Regions from separate parts of the Mus musculus genome. Here region 2 is linked to region 1. Evidence: chromatin contacts called from public promoter capture Hi-C data. All regions are on one chromosome and are shown on one strand. Each heading gives the region's core, a stretch centred on a gene start, on an enhancer-like site or on the middle of the called end of the contact. The rest is flanking DNA. Distances are from core to core; before and after follow the strand shown.

What was found. Promoter capture Hi-C pulls out the DNA fragments that hold promoters and counts their contacts.
Region 2: a promoter capture Hi-C map of liver shows a contact between it and region 1, with 5 times the contacts expected there. The contact joins two enhancer-like sites. A contact is called at or near these places in 3 of 39 promoter capture datasets (hippocampal neurons and liver), 8 of 484 Hi-C or Micro-C datasets (brain, cerebral cortex and liver), 3 of 115 datasets of contacts at active chromatin or transcription factors (kidney and liver) and 1 of 9 other capture datasets (adipose tissue).

Annotation. Positions count from the first base shown.
Region 1 is chr10:125,321,911-125,328,348 of GRCm38.p6, forward strand. It overlaps a transcript of Slc16a7 not described here. Among named protein-coding and RNA genes, the nearest start is that of Slc16a7, 16 kb to the left of the region's middle. Within about 2 kb of position 3,056, at least 38 of the 459 cell types and tissues checked have an H3K27ac peak or open chromatin away from gene starts, as enhancers often do. A contact at or near this core is called in liver, where this site is marked.
Region 2 is chr10:125,487,261-125,493,698 of GRCm38.p6, forward strand. No RefSeq gene overlaps it. Among named protein-coding and RNA genes, the nearest start is that of Gm40795, 77 kb to the right of the region's middle. Within about 2 kb of position 3,306, at least 16 of the 459 cell types and tissues checked have an H3K27ac peak or open chromatin away from gene starts, as enhancers often do. A contact at or near this core is called in liver, where this site is marked.

The DNA of each region.
Region 1 (6,438 bases), core at 1,806-4,305:
CTCATACATGTGATCTCTCCTAAGCTTGAAAACCAAACCAAACCAAAATGAAAAATCTTAGGACTCAAAAAGCTGTGGTTATCCTATAACCACTCATTTCCCTCCCTGATGTGCACACTTGTACTAAAGAATTGTATTTCAAGCAATATGAAAGAACAGAGACACCTCATATGTGCTTTGACAAAGGAACCTAGAAGGTCCACAGACTACTCATAGAACTATACGGGAATTAGATGGCTAAGCCATAGTATCAGCAGTCAGTAGCAGAGTGTAGCCACACTCTCACCGACTTAGAGTGGCTATTATGCAACTACTAAAATCAGCGTGTAACAAAGAATGGAGGCAAACCAACTGGCAGTGTTAAACCAAACAAGCACTCCACACTGGAGCACAGCATTGAAAGGCCTCACCAAAGCAACCCCTTGAGAATATGCAGCTAATAGAAACAAAATCCGTGTGTTAAGGACACACCTGCATACCAGAGCTTCCTGCAGCATATTTACAGCATTGTTGCATTAGGCCACAGAGAACAACGAAACTCTGACATTTACATTAAGCTAAATGAAATTCAGGAAAAGAGCCGATGCCTTGCACTCTTGATTCCTTTGCCAGCTAAAAACTGTGAGTCAGAGAGCAGAATAGTGATCATGCGGGATTAGATAACGTATGGGGGTGGATGAGGAAATACACTGAGATTCACTAGTGTGTATAACTAATGTGTTAATAAAATCAAAAACGGTTAGAGTGGGAGGATAGCTCAGTGGTAAACCACTGGCCTTGTAAGTTACAAGACCTAAGGTTGTATCTCCAAATCCACTGGGAGTGGTTATGTGTGCTTGTAGCTAAAACAAGACATGGGACGGCCCCTTCTGAGTTGTTACTCAAGGACTACACGAGATTCTAAAAACATTAAGTGACTGCTATTGGCCTTGGCTGGCCCCTAAAGGTGTAAGGAAAATCCTTAATGTTAAAGACACCAACCATGCAGCTTAGATGCAGAGCCCAGAGGCTTCTGAGCTAGAATTGGCCAGATGGCTCCTTCCCTTGGGACTAACTTTTGTGGGACCAAAAGGTAGTATGCAAGCTTCCAAAGAAGAGGAAGCAATGACCAGTCCTATCCAGCTATGACACCCAGGAACCATAACTGCTATCACAACATAGTAACTCTCAGCATGGGTGTTAATACTAGCATCCATGCCTTTGAGGTAGCCAGTAACTCTCTAATTAGACTTAAGACCTCATCAATAAGAGGGAATTCATACCTGGTACTGGAAATCTAGCCTGGGGCTAGTGAAGTTATGGGCATTAGAGGAGAAGTTACAATGGCTATGTTACTAATCTCATAATCCCTAACTAGACCTGCAATATTTGTCCTTGCCTACAGAGTTCCTCATCAAGGAACAGAAGAACATTGCAAAAAAAAAAAAAAAAAATGATAACCAATGGAAATGGAGACCAGTTCCAACTGGTACATCAACAACAAAGCCCCTGCACTGAGGCTCAGGGATGGTTGGGGAATAGGAGTCAGAGAGTTTACTGTGAGATTGGGTCTCCTAGCATTGCCAGAAGCTACGTACGTAACGTCTCACCAACATGGCTTCCACATAAGCTGAATGAAGACACTGGTAGAAAAGCTGATGTCTACAGATGGAAAGCTCACGAGGCCTCAACCCAAGACAAAGCACAAAAGGCAGCTAAGGAATGCTGAGAGAGGGAGAAATAGCCTTCTCCAGGGGAGAGCACACCAATTGGTTACCCAATAACAAATGGCCAGCTCTGAAAACTTGACATGCAAGTAGCACTATTTAGACTGAGCTGCTTATGTATATGTATCAATATATACATATATTAATACACGTTAATTCATCACTAATATATTTTACTATCATTATCACATTAATAGCTTTATTGTTGCATTAATATTGTATTATATAATCCATTTATAATATTAAGTTTAAATATTACATATTATAGTCATGGATTTATATAATATATAACATTAATACAATATATTATTATGTATAATTATATACTATCATATCCTATTTTATTTATATAATAATATATTATGTATAATGATTAATATACTATGTATAATATAATGCAACAACACTTAATAAAATTAGCTGTGAATTTGAAAGAGAGCAAGGAGGCATATTAAAAAGGTTGAATGGGAGGAGAGGAGAAAGAAAATGGTAGAATTGTATTATATTGCAACCTCAAAATTTTAAAAAGTCAACAAATACAGTATATAAAATTCTCAAAGAATAAAATAGATGGGAAAAACATTCAAGGAAATGTCTAAGTTTAAAATCCCAGGCCAAACAGAAAAGAATGTAAGAAAAACGCACAGAAGACCCTCTTGTCCGAGGACTTGGCATCCCTTGGATTGTGCAAATGGGTGGCAGATGTTTGAAAGCCTTCCAGCATCAGAAACAGCCTGCCTTGAAAGGCAACAAAACCAGAGGGGCAAACACACAGAAAGCTCATGGGGAAGTCTGAGGCAGAACTGCGGCTGCTCGTCCAGAGAGAGAAGAATTACAGGTGAGAACGAAGGAAGAAGAAGCAGAGCTGAGTCCAAGGATGGAAGGTCCGGGGCTGAGATAAAGACTGAGGAGCACGGAACTGGTCCAGAGCAGGACTGAGACTCTGGGCCGAGGCCCGTGCAGCAGGGCTGAGACTCTGGGCCGAGGCCCACATTTCCAGTGGAGGTTCAGAGGACGATGTGTCAGTCAAGCCTGAGCACAGCCTGGTGGAATTTGCTTTATGAGACAGTGCGTGCACTTGCATCACGCTGATGAAACCTTTGTTTCTTTCCACTTCCTTGTTTGCTTTGTTTTGTTTGTTTGCTTGCTTGCTTGCTTGCTTGCTTTATGAAGTTTTCCTTTCTCTCTCCCTATCTTAGCTTGGAATAAATGACACTGGTTTCCATGATGTCAAAGGTCCATAGGAGAAGGATTTTATTCTGGAACTTGAGTTCTTTCTTTTGAGGGGATGTAGACTAAGGGTTGAGGTTGGAAGGGCTGGTATTTGAAATACTGGGATCTGGTGAGTGTATGTGGGGTTGGTACGATCAAGGACAGGCTATTACCTCATTATCTAACATTCCTGAAGAGAAGCCCTGGCTTCTAGTTTTTTGTTTGTTTGGTTGGTTTTTTTTTTTGTTTGTTTGTTTTGTTTTGGTTTTTTTACCATGTGACATTATTGGGAAACAAAGTACATTACTAAACTTTCAGTTTCAAAAACAACCCAATCAATAATCGACTTAAAACTACAGGGCACATATTTTGCTATTAATGGTTTAAGCTATTTTGGGCCCTGATCAGTTTGCTCTGTGGTTGGGCTTGTGACAGGACAAGTGTGCATACTTCCTCACTGGGGAAGTAAAGGCAGGAGGAGGATGGGGCCTAGACCTCACCATCTCCTTAAGGGCCTGTCTCCTATACCCAAGCTCCTCCCGCTAACCCACACATCCTAAAGCTTCCCCCGCCCCTTGAAGAGCTGAGTCAGAGCAATGCACGTCCCACAAGCAACTCTGAAGGGTGCTCTAGATCCACACTCTTATACTGAGTAGACTGGCTCCCAAGCAGGCATGAAGGGTGCCGTTGTAGGAATGTACCCACGGGATATAGAGAGATGTCATGGGAAGACTGGTGTTGTATTACCACAAGAGAAGCAAAGCCTGGGTCAGGCCAGTCCGGAAGAGAGAAGAAGAGACAGCCCAGCCTACACCTTATTTCACACTTCGAGGTTCTAAAATGGAATGAGAATAATTTTGAGTTGGTCTAAGCCACCCACATGGTGGGGCTTTGTCAGGGCAGCACTAGGAATGCTTACAAGGATGCATCCCATACCAGGCCCGCTTGGCACACTGTACCGATTAGGTCAAGCCTGACAACTGCTCCAGTCCCCGTTAAGAACTCAAGGAATGGGGACTCCCACAGGTCATATGACTCTCCCATGCTCTGCAAAGCCAGTGGACATTAAGGATCCTTCATGGCCTTAATCCCCCTCTGTCTTTTTTGTTTGTTTGTTTTAAAGAGAATCTAAAGTGTTATGTGTCTCTGAGTTGCTTAAATTTATCAGATCCTGACAAACTTCTACAGTGTATAACCCAGGTTATCTGTGTCTACTAATGGGATAAAGAAATAGAGATAAACTTTTTGATGGTAACTAGATTTGTAAACTTGGGTTGGCAGAATGAAGAGCAAATGTAAAACAACCCAGTGCATCAGAGTAGAAATTAGTTTGTTGCCATGTGCCAATTGAAGCGTATACTACAACTATAAAAAGAAATCTGCACATACCCAACATAAAACAACAACAACAATAACAATAACAAAAGTAACCTCCGGCTTCGGAGATGCTTCAGTGAGTGAGAGTGCTTGATCTGCAGTCAGAAAGACCTGAGTTCAAATCCATGGCATTCATGTTTAAAACCAGATAAAACTGTGTGCCTGCAACATGATGATTATTTAAAAGGTGGGTCCAGGAGGAGGGTCCGGAGAGGTTGCTGGACAGCCAGCCAGGTCGAAATGCCAAACTTAAGGGTTCAGTGAGAGACTGTTTCATTTACTAATTAAAGGCAGGTGAGATCATGGGAGAAAACACCCTTAAACTCTGCCCTTGTCTCTATAGATATCAATATGAATGTGGACGTGCACACACATGCATGCTGAAAACATTCCACACCACACACAAATCTGTGTGCATAAACAGACACAAACATAGGCACAGACACAGAGACATGGACACACACACACACACACACACACACACACACACACAGTCTTAGCTGTTAAAATCTAAAACATTTTATAGTGTCATGGCAAATGATTGCTCTGTTTTTCACTACATGTGGATCATTTCAAGCTTTATACGAATATTCTCATATTACTGTATTCTTTGATTATTAGTAATCAGATTTTAATAATCTTAAATTTCCTTAAAACTTTCTTTTAAAAAAATTTACTTTAAAACTTCAGCTACCTCAACAAACTTCTCAACATTGACTTGGTGTTGTGCACCAGAATAAGTGGCAATATTCCTATCTTTAACTTTGAGAAACTCCTCCTGGAAGGAGAACTTGAATAAACCTACACAAGCACACCAACACACAGGATTGAGTTTTACAAGTCACACTGATAAACAAACTTATAATGGCAAAGGTGAACGGGAAACGGTCACTGGCCCCCTGCACTCTAGCTTCAAAGGCTTTGCCAGCTCTGCTCCAAAGTGGAAACTGTTTAGGGAATAAACCAGCACGAGTGAAGAATAGCACACCATCACACCATCAGCCCTATTTGCCACCCATGAATAGAGGTCTTGTTCTACTTCCAGCAATACCCATAATGGGCTAAGTTCCTTCTCTGGACGCTGTTCCTTGTGTATAAAATGGATGTTCCTCTGTGTTCCTACCCGCTCTAGATTTCAATTGCAAAAACCATCAATCATTGTCTGACATTTAATTTCAGCTGAGGGGAAAGAAACTATAGGTGGAATTACATATGTAGCATAGCAGAAGTAGCCTGCTGCTGATGCTATTGGAAGCTCATATGGTTTTAGTCTTAATCCAACCAGCAAGAGTTCCTTGGCCTTGGGATTTTGTTGAATAAAGACACCAGTGGGTAGACACTTCTGAAAGGAAGAAATACTTTCTCTATGTTTGTCTAATGTGGGCTCCTGTGCCTGAACAATGTGCCCTTAGTGAAAAACACTCATGCAGGAGGACCAGTTCTAAAGATGTACAATGTATATACTGACATCTTCAGGAGTTGATGCATGAAACTTAATGACTAAGGTCTTTAGTTACACTAACACTTCACAGTGGTACCACACAAAATACAACTGCAGAATAACCACCTAACGTCCACCATACCAACTTGTCTACTAGCTTGCATATCAAGAATACTATAGGTTTTGGTTTTTAGTACTTTCCAACCAAGCACACATATTTATAAGATGCAACAACTCATCTAGGAAATAAGAACACTTTATTGTTAGATAACATAAGGTACAAATAAAAATTTAATGAGCAAAAAACTATTCTTATTTTCCAAAAATAATTGGTACCAGTAATTCAAAACCTTCCCTCCAAACCAAAAATTGGCAGGCTACATAATTTGAGATATTCTTTTAAATAATTAGGATTAATTCATTTTTCAGCCAGGAGGGGTAAGAACCACAATAGCAAATTCCATAGAACATTTAAAACTTCTGTTTGCGACTGCAGCTACACAATGTCTCATCAGCCAGCCTTAACTCGGTCCACTTCAAAAATTAAGTACTTTTCCACAAGCAACATTTGTGAGCTTTAAGTCTACTTCCAATAAGCCTAAAACATGAAATCAAATAACAAGAACAGATCGAGCTGTGCCTATAATCTACCAAAGCCAACGTGAGTTTTTTAGAGATTTAAAGTTACCTGGAGAGAGAGAG
Region 2 (6,438 bases), core at 2,056-4,555, 170 kb after region 1:
TCTTTATCCTGAATGGATGGGCCAGTTTGCAAACCACAAATAGTGAATGCAGGTCACCATTTCCCTACATCCTATTCAGAACTTTTCTGTTTTGTTCAATTTAGCAGCTGACTGGAATAAGATGAAATCTCAAAGCTATTTTGATTTTCATTTTCCCAATTGCTAGAGATAATAAACTTTTTTTAAAAAAAATTCTTAGCCACTTTTAACTTTTCTTTTGAGACCACTCTCTTCATATTCCTGGCCTATTTTTTTCCCATTATATTATTTGGGTTTTGAGTCTCCTCCTCCTCTTCCTCCTCTTCCTCCTCCTCCTCCTCCTCCTCTACATCCTCCTCCTCTTCCTTCTCCTCTTCCTCCTCCTCTCCCTCCTCCTCTACATCCTCCTCCTCTTCCTCCTCCTCTTCCTCCTCCTCTACATCCTCCTCCTCTACATCCTCCTCCTCTTCCTCCTCCTCCTCTTCCTCCTTCTCCTCCTCTTCTTCTTCCTCCTCTTCTTCCTTCTCTTCCTCCTCCTCCTCTTCCTCCTCCTCCTCTTCCTCCTTCTCCTCCTCCTCTTCTTCCTCCTCTTCCTCCTCCTCCTCTTCTTCCTTCTTCTCATCCTCTTTCTCCTCCTCTTTTTTACTCCTCCTTCTTCTTTTCCATTTGTTGAGTTCTTTATATATTTTGGATATTAATCTTCAGTCAAATGTATAGCTGACAAAAATCCTCTCCCATTCTATGGGTTTCTTCTTCACTAAACTGCTGTTTGCTCATATGTGAAGAAGGTAGAAGGTGAAGATTTGCAGTGGTAGAAGGTCCTATTTGTCAATCATTGGCCTAAATTCCTGGGCAAATGGGATCTTACTCAGAAAGTCCTCTTATATGTCTATACTCTGTGGGGTACTGCCTCTCCCCATCCCCTCCCTTTTTTCTTCTCACCTTGCCAGTGTTTTAGGTCTTGTATTTAGGTCTTTGATGCATTTGATGTTCCTTTTCTGTGAGAAATGAAGGGTGAGAGTCTAATTTCACTTTTCTGCATGTTGGCATCCAGCGTTCCCAGCACTGTTTGCTGAAGGTGCTTTCTCCTGTGTATTCATTGGCGTACAGCTATAAAGAAAACTGAAACGAAATCTTGGAGTGAGCAGCATGCATACCTTGGAGGTAGTCAGCAGCTCTCTAATTGCTTGGAAGAGGAAAGCATGCCTGGGATGGGAAACATAGCCAACCACAGCTATTGAAGTCACAGATGTTGGAGGAGAACCCACAACTTCTGCTTTGCTAACCAGCATGATTCCTTAACTACCTTCTCAATATTTATTCTTGTAGCCACAGATAAGTATAGTTCTCACACCTTATCAACAAAACGTCACTGTGCGGTAGAGACCATTACAGAAAACCACAACTGAACAAAATGTTCACAAGAGACTGTGTGGTGCCAGTCCCAACTGATACACACACACACACACACACACACACACACACAAAGCTCCTGCACTTAAGGTTCAGGGATCATGTGGAAGAGGGAGCAGAAATCCTGTAAAAGCCAGAGTAACAGGAAGTTTACTGTGAGATTGTGTCCCCTAGAAATGCCAAATAAATAAGCCTCGCTAGTATGGATACCCAAACAAGACTTGAGCAACTTGGCATTTGCCAATACCAAATGGTCACGGTAACATAGAAAAGGGGGGAGGGGGAGGTAAAGAATTTGTAAGAAAGCAAGAGGCTGCATGAAAGCTTCTCTAGAGGGAGGAAAGAGGAGGGAATGATATAGTTATAGCATTTCATTAAATAAAATTTCAATGAATAAAATAACACATTATAGAAAAAGCAAGCTGCTTTATGAAGCTTACTCTGTTATGCTCATTTTATTTCTTGGTTTCCCTTTTGCTCTTGTTTGGACCATAAAGCTATATGGAGAGAGTGCACTTTTATTCCAGGTTTAACTGAAGCTGACTCTGTGTCAGGGTGACTCTTATGTCATAGATACCCTGAGCACAGGAGTTCACACTGGGCTCAGCCATACCTGATGGGGTAAGCCAGGGGGCTTGAAACCATGATTTTTCTTAGTTTTTTATTTTCCTCTATTTGCTTCAAAAATATCATCTTAGCTTGGAGTTTATATGATTTGATAAAAAATAAATTACATTTCCTTAAAAAAACTAAGTAACTTCAATATAAAATATATTAGCTTACTTAGATGTATTAATTTATACTTAGATATCTAATCATTGATAGCCATTTAAATTAATTTGAATTTAATATATATATTTAATTCATATATATCTGTATATATATGTACACATATATACATGTATATACATATATACATATATATATATGTATATATATATATATATATATACATATATATATGCACACACATGTACACGCACACGGGCAGTTAAAACATTGTCAATAAACTCATTCCAAAGAGATAAATAAGCCACCTAGCTCATAGATAAAATCATTACCATGAATTTTTTTCCTATTCATGAAAGTTCTTTGTTCTTAACCAAAATGAATTTTCTTTAAAAAGAAATCAATAAACATTAAAAGATTGACAAAGTGAGTCAGATTAGGGGATCCCTGGAAGAATAAATGACTGGAAGATACACCCAGGCTTTCAGACCTAGCATATAGGCAGGAAAAGGAGTGAGATGAATTGTCTTGGGAGTAAGGTAACGCCTCCTACTCCAGCCCACCTGGCTTTGATCTCCCTTACCCAAGCACAGCCCTTGTGGCTCTGCACACTAGAGGGAGGCAGAGATAGCGTGTGCAGACCAGGTGACCAGGCCTTGGGGACCTTTCCTTGCCACAGCTGCTTCTGAGTATCAGAAGATTTAAAACAACAGAGAGGAGGGGAAGGAAGAGGAAGAGGAGGAAAGACAAAGAATGAATAACCAGGCCCTGCAGAAAAGCCATTCATAAACTTTTATTTCAGCAAGCTTAATTCCTGAATTAAATACCCTTCTCACCTCCGGTTTTGACTTTTAACATTTTGCTAGACACCTATAGAAAAGTTGTCATTTGCAAGGCACGGCATGTGCTGCTGGCATGCTACCACAGAGGATAAAACAAATAAGACAAGCTGTGTGATCTAAAGGTTATGTAAACAGCTTTCTTTTTATAAGTCTATAGAGAAAGTCTGTTTAATTTACCAAGATGTCTAATATCTGTTCGGGGCTTAGTAAATGAATGAAAGAGGAAAGAATGTCAAAATGGATTGAGAAATTTGGCAAACGCAGGTCAGGTTCAAGGATTGAGTCACATGCAAGTCACCAAACTGGCATCATGCTTACAGTCCCAATAAATAAGTAACAGAATGCAACTGTGTGTTTAAAGAGCTCCAACGTGTCCTTGCCAGTAAATGGAGGTCACGGGGCTCTTAGTCTCACAGCTGTGGACATGGGAGGGAGCAGGGCATTTATTGTTCCTTTATTCAGCATCTGAGAACTCCCTTAGTCTGCACCATAAAACTGATTGTCATTTGTTTCAGCAGTCCTAGCCTGGCTCTACTCAGAAAAGAAAATCCAGGCTAATTTGCATGTTTAATAGTATTTTTTTCTATCACCAATTTTGTCATGCCTACATCCTCCTGGTGAATTTATTCTCCAGATTTCCATTAAATCCCACAAATTGGCTCCTGACCTAATAATTTTCATAGTGGTTATTATTTTTTCTTTGAGGAGGGGTGTGTGTTGTGACTTCTTACATATTCTGAGGCACACAGCTCTGATATACTAGTGACAGAAATGAACACTTTTAAAGCCAGTGGCCCACACCCAACTCCCTATTTGTATCGTTTCTGGGTAGATGACAACGGTTATTTTACATCTTTAGATTTGCTGGTCTCTTATTTGTGTGACTGGAACCGGGAAACCCCACCTTCCTGTGAAACTCTTAGATCATTTGTCAATAGTTTCTCAGTGAGGGGTAGGACTTTATGTCTACCTCCCTTTGTGATGCTGGATTTTGTCTGGCTTGATGGTTCATGGGTCTTATACATGTTAGAACTCCTGTGGGTACATACGCATAACTTCCCCGTTGTATCTCAAAAACATGGTTGTCTGTGGTAATCCACCCCCTGAGGTGGTGTCACTATAGTCTCTGTAGTCATTGGTATCCTCTGCAATGGCTCCTGAGCCACTGAGGAGGGTGTATGACATTGATGTGTCACTTAGGGCTAGGTATTCCATAGTAACTTGCTTTCTAGGTCTTAGTTTACCCTCAACAGCTTCAAATGGAAGCTTCTCTGACAAAAGTTGAGAGAAGAGCTGAATCAGTCTCTGGGCATACATTATTAGGACTCAGGTTAGCACTGTCTCTCACTAGCAGAGTAACAGGACTAAGCTCTCCCCTAGGACCTAGGACCTATCCAGTCACAAGTTCTTTCCCAGTCAGTGTCCTAGGTTGGATTCTATCTTGTGAACTGGGCCTTGAATCCATTCAGAAAGTGGCTGTTTATCCTCGTGACATTTTTGCTAATATAGCAATGGATATCTGATCTGATATGTTGATTTTCACTGTGCTCACAGCGAGATGTGACTGGTAATTCCTGTTCCCCTCTGGTACCATGCAACAATGTGAAGGCTCAGCACTAAAGCTGAAGTTTCCATATCAACCCCAACTTCATTTCTTCATGTTCTATGACTCAAACATGCAGTGTCTTCAACATCAGGGTCTAACCATCAATTCTAGAGGGGAATGAGGAGCAAGATCAGTAACTTGGAATTTGGGGGGAAGTGGTCTATGGGACCTCACTGGCCAACAATTCCAAAAGAGGTAACCCAATTCTGACACTGGGATTTTTCTTTAATTTAAATCTATAGTTTCTAGTACACTGATGGTAGCTCCCTACATTATAGGCTAACTCCATTTTGCAGTCCCCCATATATAATATAAATCACCAATCATATCTAGCAGTATGAGCCCAGTGGGGGGGGGGGATATGTGTGTGTGTGTGTGTGTGGTGTGTAGAATACATATATAGATGTAGAAGACATAAAATATATATTGTATAGGATATATATAATTATACAGATAGAATATATTATAGGATATATATTTATGTATAGGATGTATATTTATGTAGGGTATATAAATTTTATAGGATATATACATTATTCTGTACAATGTATTCTGTAGAATATATATATATATATATATTAGAATTGTGTGTGTGTGTTCTAAATCTCATATGACTTTTTCAGAAGTCTCCAATGTTAATTATCCACCAGGTGTTCTCTCTACCTGTCCCCTCCTGCCCTTGCCCCATCTATCCCTTCTTGTTCTATGGTTCACTTTATATCACAGCATCCCATCTTCTCTCCTTCAAAAGCACCTTTCCCTGTGGCTCTTCACTAGTTTCCTGAGTGTCACAGGGATTCTGAACAGGACATGTTTGTGTAAAGATTCAAAGCTAACTTCCACAAACGAAATACAATATGGTACATTTGTTGTTTTAGCTTAGTCCCTTCTCTCACGATGCTTATTTCCATTACGGCCATTTACTTGAGAACTTGTTAATTTAATTTTTAACAGCTGAAATCTACCACAGTTTTATTATCCATTCATACATTAATTGAAATTTAGACTGTTTCTATTCCCTGGTCATTGTAGATATAGATAGATGACATGGTAAATAAATTTCTGCCATTTGAGGAACCTCCACTCTGACCTCTATAGTAACAGAACTATTTTTCTCTCCAACTAGCATTGAATAAGTGTTCCCCTTTCCCCTGTGTGCAGCAGTTGTATATATTTCAGTTTTGAAATGGGCTGTAAATAGTCTCATCCCCTCACACACAATCTAACACAGCACAATATACTCACAAAATTGTCACAAAATCATCATGACATGTTTTTGTATTTTCTTACCTCAATTATCATATAATTAATATTAAAAGGGCATATAAAGGATGCTTGCTGACTGTCTTGGGCTTTAATCTTAATATCATTATATAATTTTGGTAACCCAGAACTTTATTCTTTGGCTTGAATTTGTGTTTGTCTAGTTTGTTTGTTTCCCAGTTGTATGTTCATGTGGAGGGGCATACACATGCCACAGTGGTGGTCAGAAGACAATCTTAGATATCAGTCTTTGCCTTCTACCTTGTTTGAGAAAGTGTAATTTGCTCTACTCTGCTGCATGCTAATATTAAGCTGTCAAATGCTCTCTAGGAAAGACTGTGGCATGCAAGTGAGTTTTCTGGAGATGGCTCACCATGTTGAATGGCTGCAATAAGTGAGCACAGAGAATGCAGGGTCCTTAGAGACTTCATCTCAGGACTGCTTGTACCTGCTGATATGCCTTTCCTGCCATTATTACATATCCCAAAGACTCCTGATCATCAGCCCACCCGATTGCATAAATTTCCTGCAGATCAACATGAAGATGAACTTTCATGAATTGATGCTATTTAGATGAATTAATTACTTTATAGCATTCCTGATTTG